Linked DNA regions of Mus musculus: region 1 is linked to region 2. Evidence: chromatin contacts called from public HiCAR-type data. All regions are on one chromosome and are shown on one strand. Each heading gives the region's core, a stretch centred on a gene start, on an enhancer-like site or on the middle of the called end of the contact. The rest is flanking DNA. Distances are from core to core; before and after follow the strand shown. Region 1 holds the start of Atrnl1 (attractin like 1). Region 2 has its middle 16 kb from the start of Trub1.

What was found. HiCAR-type assays count read pairs that join an accessible place to other places.
Region 1: a HiCAR-type map of fibro-adipogenic progenitors shows a contact between it and region 2, with 2.4 times the contacts expected there. The contact joins the promoter of Atrnl1 here to the enhancer-like site in region 2. A contact is called at or near these places in 8 of 39 promoter capture datasets (the 3T3-L1 cell line, the C10 cell line, cranial neural crest and 4 more), 2 of 484 Hi-C or Micro-C datasets (both in uterus), 19 of 115 datasets of contacts at active chromatin or transcription factors (bone marrow-derived macrophages, craniofacial prominence, embryonic basal ganglia and 13 more) and 3 of 9 other capture datasets (adipose tissue, liver and pancreatic islet).

The regions. Positions count from the first base shown.
Region 1 is chr19:57,608,808-57,612,805 of GRCm38.p6, forward strand. It overlaps Atrnl1 (attractin like 1), which reads left to right and starts at 2,227. Exons shown (of 29, transcript NM_181415.4): 1 at 2,227-2,836. The coding sequence starts at 2,547.
Region 2 is chr19:57,434,551-57,439,062 of GRCm38.p6, forward strand. No RefSeq gene overlaps it. Among named protein-coding and RNA genes, the nearest start is that of Trub1, 16 kb to the right of the region's middle. Within about 2 kb of position 2,316, at least 21 of the 459 cell types and tissues checked have an H3K27ac peak or open chromatin away from gene starts, as enhancers often do. A contact at or near this core is called in fibro-adipogenic progenitors, where this site is marked.

The sequences.
Region 1 (3,998 bases), core at 977-3,476, 170 kb after region 2:
TTATGTGAATCCTTTCATATGAATTTAATGTATTCAAGTGTATTCGAAGGGTACTATTGAGAGGAGGCCTTTGGGGCTGCACGTTCAGTGTACGGTGAATGATTACAGTGGTCAGATGGCAACAGATGTGTGTTTTTAATGGGCAAACCCTTCACTCAAATACACGCCCCAGTCGGCGTGTGGCTGAGCTGTGAACTCTCTTGTTAGAGAGACAGACTCCCGTGTACCCTTTGAATTACCTTTATTCACGAGAGGGATTAAGAATTGACCACTTTCCACACGTCTGAAAGTGACACTACCTTAGACGTGAGAAAGATGTAGCTGACTTTAAACTTCAGCTGGTAGGAAGAGAAGAAGAAAGGAAAAGCCAAGGAGATTGTCCACCAACAGAGGATCCTAAAGGGTTTGGATTTCCTTTTCCTTTTTCTTTTTGTCACTGCAGTGAAAAGGAGTGGCCTCTAACAAGATCCTCTTAACTCTGCCCCCCTCTTTCTGAAGAACACCAGAATGTGGAAAAGGTGGGAAAGTATGGGGCAGGCCAAATTTCAGGCTCTACAGGACATGGCTCACACTATTGTGTCCCGGAAATGGATTTTTTTTTTTTTTTTTTTGTACAAGTGAGAATCAGCTGCCTTTCTTCTTTTGGGAAGGAGCCTTTTTTTTTTTTTTTTTTTTCCAGGACTTTTGTTTTCCTCTTAAGTCATTGCTGAGGTATTTGCAAACCAAGCCAGCCAGCACTTATGTTTTATTCACCAAAGGAGAACAAAGCAGCTGCAAACAGAAGTGGGCTGATAAACATTGAAAACGCACACAAGTTAGAGGACTTGATCCGTTTCTGCTACCAACACGCACCTCAGCCTTTCTCATGCTATTCCCTCATCTGCGAAATGGGGTTAATAGAGGATTTTCTCTGTGAATTGGGATGATGGAGATTAAAAGAGATGACGTGGGTACATTATTCCCAAAATAAACTCGGAGTGAATCTTAACAATAATATTATGACTGTGGTTACAACCAAAACTTTTCTGCTCCAGCTGTCAGAAATGTCTGGTGAGTTTCACAATCTTGTTCGTACCGCCTGCTCCTTGGTGGAGCTCCAACAACTCTCGAGGGTGCTTGCCTGCAATTTGTGCACAGCTTCCTCTCAAGGGTTCAGCTAACAGGCCCGTATAGAGAAAAGTAGAAGACATATCTCAGCTTATGCAATTAAATCTTGGAAAGTCATCTCAAGGAAGAAATAGATGCCGCTGAAAACGGGAAAGGGCCCTTTCTGGAAATCACTTCTGCTTTTCTGAAGGAAAAAAAAAAGCCCCGATGTCGCAACATTTTTCAAGAGAGAATAGTGTCCCAGACGAAGGAGGAAACATAGACAAGAGAAAAGAAGATTTGGTGAGGTTCCGAGGCAGCGTCGGGAGGGGTGGCTCTCGGAGCAGTTCTTTGTTGGGCATGAGGAGCCCCGATTGGGCGATAAAGAGCCGCCGCGGCTGAGGTCGCCCCACGGGAGCAGCTTCGCGCCCCATGCAGCCCCTCACCCCACTCCGCCCTGTCCCTGCACCCCATAACGTGGTCAGACCGCGGTGCCTTTAAGACTTTGCTGGCTGCACATGCTCAGCTCTTTGTGTGTAGTTGGGAGTTTTTAAGAAAAAAAAAAAAAAGAAGAAGAAGAAGAAACGTGCAGGAGACTCGGGGAGCGCTGGGGCGGGCGCCTCACTTTTGCAGCCCGCGGAGTACAAGGTTGCCTTCCTGCCGAGGCCCCGAGGTCGGAGTGGGTTTCTCCTCCGTGGGCTCCGCGGCGCGGGCCACACCTGGGGACGCACTCCCAGCGGTGCCCGCCGGCCGGGTGGGCGCGCGGGGGAGTCCCAGGTCCCCGTCAGGGGCCGGGCGAGACCACCGCGCCCGGACCGAGGGGGGGGGAGTGGCCACGAGAGTGCGTACGCACAAGGCTGCGGGGACGTCTCTCCGCAGTTTGGGCTGCGACCGCGGCCACAGCAACTGTGTCTGGAGGACGGAGGGAAGCAGGCTGCTGCGGTATCTCAGGCTAGCAGGAGTACCGCCGGGTACCGACAGCCGCCCTCCCCTCCCCGCGTGCTCCTGTTGGACGCGCCCATCTCGGGGGCTCCCGCGCGGCCCCGCCCTCCCGGGCGAGCCTCGGCATTCGGCGCGGGGCGCGGGCGAGGCGGGGCCGTGCGGGTCCCCTCCCCCTTCCCGCCCGGTCCCCTCCCCCTCGGGTCCCCTCCGGAGCGCGGGGCGCCGCCGGCTCTTCGCTCCGCTCCCGGAGCTACCGTGGCTGCAGGGTTCGGCTCGCCGAGGACAAGGTCAGGGGAGCGGGCGGCGATGCCCGAGTGTGACTGGAGGCAGCCGACCGGAGGCCGCCGCGCCTGGGATCCGCCGCTCCGGACCGGTCAGCGGGACGGGGGTCGGCGCCGTTGAGGAGCCGAGGAACAGCAGCGGCGGCGGCGAGGTCCTCTGCGGCCGGGATCCCCGCTCAGCGGCATCCCCGTGCGCTCCCGCGAGCGCAGCCCCGCCGAGCCGGGACGCCGAGGAAGATGGAGCCGGGGGTCCGGGCCCGCTCGGGTGCCCCGCAGCCGGCCTCCCCGGTGCTGTGGAGGGCTCGGCCGGCGGGCGGTGGGGGCGCCTCCTCCTGGCTGCTGCTGGACGGGAACAGCTGGCTGCTGTGCTATGGCTTCCTCTACCTGGCGCTCTATGCTCAGGTGTCCCAGTCCAAGCCCTGCGAGAGGACTGGCTCCTGCTTCTCCGGTCGCTGTGTCAACTCCACCTGCCTGTGCGACCCGGGCTGGGTTGGGGACCAGTGCCAGCACTGCCAGGGCAGGTTCAAGTAAGTGCTACCGTGGGACCCCAAGCCTCAGCCCTGCCCCGCCAGCGTAGCTCCCCGCCCCGCTCTGGCCTCGGGGTCCCCGGGAGGGGGCCCTACGCTGCGCCCCTCCAGCCTCCGGGTGCCCCGGGGAGCTCCAGCAGGCGCCCAGCCCGGGCTGACTCGGTGCTTTCCGCATGTCCTCAGCGGCTTGTCATCCTCTGCGCAGAAAGAATGTTCTCACTCCAATTCGTGCCAAACTCCGCCAATTAGGACAGTATCTGTTTCCATCAGAAACGGAGGAAATAACTCATGAAAAATCCATGAACATTGTGAGAAGTCAGAGGCGTCAGGGTTTAAAGTTGTGGCCCAGCTCCTTCCCTGTGCTGTTCCTCTAGTCAGAGAGCACGCCTCGGTTTAGTAATCGTCGAGTGTGGTAAATAGGGTTTACAATGGGCAAACTACGATCTGTACCTTGTTATAAGTTTCTAGGTTGGTCCTCTCACCCATTTCCCCATAAGTCTATAACTTACTGGAATTTTACGCCTTCTATCCAGAACCTACAGAGAGAAATCCAGGCAGCAATTTAAGTTAACTCGATCAAGGTTATGCAGAAAATGCTGAGTCGTGATTCCAGTCCAGCCAGCTTCACTCCAGAATATGCATTTAGAGGTGTTGGGTTTATCAGGACAGTCATGGCTTTGTGTGACTTTTGACAGGTGTATGGGGGACAGCAGTTTGGTTTTGCTGAAAAGCAAGGTGCTAAGGAGCCTGCATCTCTGGGGAAGAGACACTTCTCCCTATTGGCTGATGCTTATTAGATTTCTGCCTCTATAAAAAGAAGTGGGGTGGCCGTTGGGAAGGCGGAGAAGTGGGTTTCTCTGAGAAACTGCAGGAAAGCGGTCACCGAGAAAGCTTGTCCTAGATATTTAACATGAAGTTTACGGCTGATTGTGGTTGTGAAATAATACTATGTAGATGGCTAGTATTTGTTGTGGAGATGAAAGCAGAATCTAGGTAAAGTATCTCTGGCTTTGAGCCAAAGGTAAGAATATGGCTGACATTATTAATCTATTTCAGGGTGGTTTCCTTGGCGTTTTAATCACAGCATAGTTTTCTTTACTTTCTTTCCCACATTTTTACTGTTGCTCGCTAGAGCAATACCCCATATTAAGTGTAAAAAAAT
Region 2 (4,512 bases), core at 1,066-3,565:
ATAAGAACTGGTCAATAGTTCTTAGTGTTGAGGTCCCTCCCTCTCAGTCACTGACTCATTAGGTCAGCCTTAGGACCATCTATGCGCAGCTTATTCTTCATGCCACCCTGATGCACATCATGAGCAAGAAGCGTGTTTGGGTTGTTATCAGTATCATGGACCTTAGTGTAAAGGAGGATTCAGGGTTCATGAGATGCCTGTTGCAGTGGCTCTCAACCGTCCTAACGCTGTGACCCTTTAATAGGTTCCTCATGCTGTGGTGACTCCCCAACCGTAAAATTATTTCTGTTGTCGCTTCATAACTGGAATTTTGCTAGTGTTGTGAATTTTAATGTAAATAGCTGATATGCAAGATGATCTTAGGAGACCCCTAGAGAGGGGTCATCAGATGCCAAAGAAGTCATGACCCACAGGTTGAGAACCATTGGCTTAGTGTATACAGCCCTAGCAAGCCTGTTGAACTCACATAAAAGTAGAAGAGAACCAGTCTCCACATGGGCACTGTGGCATGCACAGGCACACACCCTGTAGTGATGAGAAATCATTTATTTTAAGAATTCAAAACCCGAAAGCTCAAATAAAAATCTTTATGGGTGGATCGAGAAGCAGAAGGGCAAATACCCCTAACATTGAAGTACATGGATATCAGCCATGGCGAGAAACATGTAGCCTAACCTTGCCATGTGCTGAAGGCCTTGTCTGCATTAAGACACACCCCTTACAAGGTAGACAGACACGGGATAGTTAAGTACCACGAGACTCCCATTCATTTTTGGTTACACACACACACACACACACACACACACACACACACACACCTTTGTAGTAACCCACTTGGCAGCCAACTTCTTTTACCTACTATGCGCACACATCCCTCTCCACATGTTGCGTGAAGCTTCACTCTGCTGCCTATGCTCTGAGAACAGACCCTGCTGCCAGTCCTGCCCAGCTTCCCTCTAACCCATGGATAAAACACACACACACACACACACACACACACACACACACACACACCGAGTTGTTCAGTTTCAACTTGCCTTTTGACACAATTGCTGGGCCTTACTTATTTCCCACTTGGAAAAGTGTGCCCTTATCAATACTCTTAGCTCCACACCTCTCCACCTGCCCTAAACTTTAGTTGATCAGTTACATCCAGTTCTTGCTAACCACTGACCACCAGTCTGCAAAAGCGGCCTGTGTGGCGACTCCATTTTGAGATCTAACATGGCTGCCCAACTTTTCTCCATCAGAACCCTGATGAACTCTCCTCTCACCTCCTTGCACCCTTCTCTTGCCCCCTGGATCTGGACGTCCAGCCTATTCCTTCCACCCAGTCATTGGCCCATGGCTTCTTTACTGACAGGTCAAGAACAATTGGGGAACAGGACTGCCCCTACATCCACACAAGGCACCTAGTAACCTGAGAGCCCCTCTACCCCCTCTACATCGGGCTACAGATGTAGTATGGTAGTATGAATACCCTGGCAACAATCAAATCTAGTTTCTATGCCAGTGTACTAAGGCACAAAGACTAGGAACACAGAACTCAGTGTATGTAGAGAAAGGTGAAAGTGTGCCCTCTCACTGCTTGGATAAATACTCATCTTATGCAAAACTGGATGTGTGTATGATTAAAATCAGAAGGCATATGTACAGCTGGAAAATGATTATGTAGCCTAAGCTACTTACACTAAAGTAAAAACCACCCAAGTCAGCTTCTATATAACCGGTTCTTCATAACCCAGTTCCCCGTCTCTCATACCCCATGAAAGGCAACTCCAGACAGTGCTCAGTGCTCAGTGCTCTCGAACACTCACACACTTTGCCTGCTGTCTGTCTCCACAGCATCCTTCTTTAATCTGTCCTATCACATTGTTCAAAATACTTTGCTTCTTTTGTGAATCCACGTGAAACGGTATTTTCAATTCTTTACCAAGAGGTCAAGAACCCGAGACATCCAGCCAACCACGGGACACGATTACAGTACTGCAGCAGTTTGCTAGAGCAGCAAGCCAGCAGCTGAGGCCTCGGAACATGGGGGAGAGGAGAAGAATAGACGGTTGGGTTATGCGACAGACAATGTGGAATCACCCTGAACATGTTCCTGTTTTGAAATCTTGCATCAGAACCAGAGGTCAGGAGAGGGTTGGTCACCAGAGACCCACTCAGAGTGACCTGCGTATTTCTGGTTATTACAAAATGAAAAGTGACCCTGGGACACAACTTACTTCACCAATTTGAGGACTACATCTGGGACTCATCACGGTTTTGATGCAGAGCCAAATTCTGTCCAAGGTTTTTATAACGGACTCGGGATGAATTGTGTGAGTGTATGTCCGTGTAGGCCCTAATCTCTGTCTTTGTCACTGACAAAGGAGGACGACTGTAGGGAACATTCTCTCTCTCTCTCATGTCTTGCCAGAACTCAGGAAGATTCATCTCCCGCCCAGAATAACCAGTTGTTTGCGTTGATAATTCTTGGAAAGCTCTTGAAGAGCTACATTTCATTGTTTCCCAGGACTTTCTTCCTCCCTTCTTAATTAGGGAGATTACTACTTGAAAAATGAGCGTGTTTTTATTGCAAGGGGAATTATAATAAATCTTATAAATTTAAACTAGGAATCAAAGCCCCACTGAGTTGGGAGGAAATCAAAGGACTATAAAATCTCTCTCATTCATTCTCCCGCGGGCAGTCCGACTCTTCTGATGTCAGCCTAGGCCTGCATTCTTGTCATAATGGGCTGAACTCTGCAGACATGCAAAACGAAACATTGCTGATGATACACGCAATGCCAACGCTCACAAATATTTAACATGTCATAGGGGAGAAGGTTGTTACTAAACACCTTGGAGTTTATCAGCTTCCAGGACTGAACATCTTAGAAACTTGTATCCAATTGAAAAAAAAAATTTCAAAACTCCCAATTAAAGCGTGGTAGGAAACTTTCAGAATTCAATATGATGGAAATTAGAATTTCATATAAAAACAAGGACTGGTTCCTCTGTGCAGTTGTAAACCTGCACATTTTCTTTCACTCCTTCCTAGAAGTAAGAGAGAATTACTTCAGAGAGCAGTGGTCGTTGTCAATTCTATCTAGAGAAGTAATTACCCTGCTAAATATCCTCAGAGCACGGAGCGTGGTATCCTAACTGGAGCGCGGTGTCCTGACCGGAGCATAGTGTCCTGACCGGAGCATAGTGTCCTGACCGGAGCATAGTGTCCTGACCGGAGCATAGTGTCCTGACCGGAGCATAGTGTCCTGACCGGAGCATAGTGTCCTGACCGGAGCATAGTGTCCTGACCGGAGCATAGTGTCCTGACCGGAGCATAGTGTCCTGACCGGAGCATAGTGTCCTGACCGGAGCATAGTGTCCTGACCGGAGCATAGTGTCCTGACCGGAGCATAGTGTCCTGACCGGAGCATAGTGTCCTGACCGGAGCATAGTGTCCTGACCGGAGCATAGTGTCCTGACCGGAGCATAGTGTCCTGACCGGAGCATAGTGTCCTGACCGGAGCATAGTGTCCTGACCGGAGCATAGTGTCCTGACCGGAGCATAGTGTCCTGACCGGAGCATAGTGTCCTGACCGGAGCATAGTGTCCTGACCGGATGAATGTTTTACTTCAACCTCAGCAAAAAGATGTAATTGTTCTCTCACTGGAAGTACAGAATCAAGTAGTTCCTTAAAAACCACAGAAAAACTTTCTGCGTAAATGCAAGAAAGGGGGGTGCATTGTAAACTTTCAGAGGATATTGAGAATGACCAAGCCTGTGTCTTTCTCTAGACTCTAAAACATAGCTTGTCTGGAGGCCATTCCCCCCTACTAAAGGAGAGTGGAGAGAAGGCCCATTGTTTCCAAATGAGTCGCTGGACACAGGTGTCCAGCTGTAGGTTTTATTTCTTTAACTGCAAAGGCCAGAGTCCGGTTTCATTTCCTATTATATCTGTGACCAGCTAACAGTGTTTGAAAAAGACCTCATTCCAAGAATGTACACCACACGCTCGATGCCATCTGAGGCAGAAACTAATTCTCCCTGTCTCTACCAGCAGCCCAGAGCCATCATAAATAGCCTTGCTTGGCCAGCAGGGCCACTCTGTCTGCAGTGTAAGCTTGGCTCTGAAGTCTGACCTTGTGTGACATCATTGACACTGTTTTTAAAGAGATTTAGTTTTAGTTACGGACATGCATGTGTGACTGAGTAAGGGTGTGGGTAGGTAAGGAGTGCAGTTGCCGTGAAGGCCAGAAGAGGCCTTGGATCCACTAGAGATGGAATTACAGGCAGTTACAATTGCCTGAGATGGATGTCGGTCCATGATGATGGATGGAGAGGACTGAATCCGGGTCTTCTTAAGAAAGCTCTATGTCTCTTAACTGAGCCAGGTCTCCAGCTCCAAGATACATGATATTTGTTCATAAAGACCTGCTAAGCGCTCTCTTAGAAGCCATGGAAGATAGATTGTACCTCTTCAGATGATATCGAGCCACGGAATTGTTCTCTGTGGGGGTGGG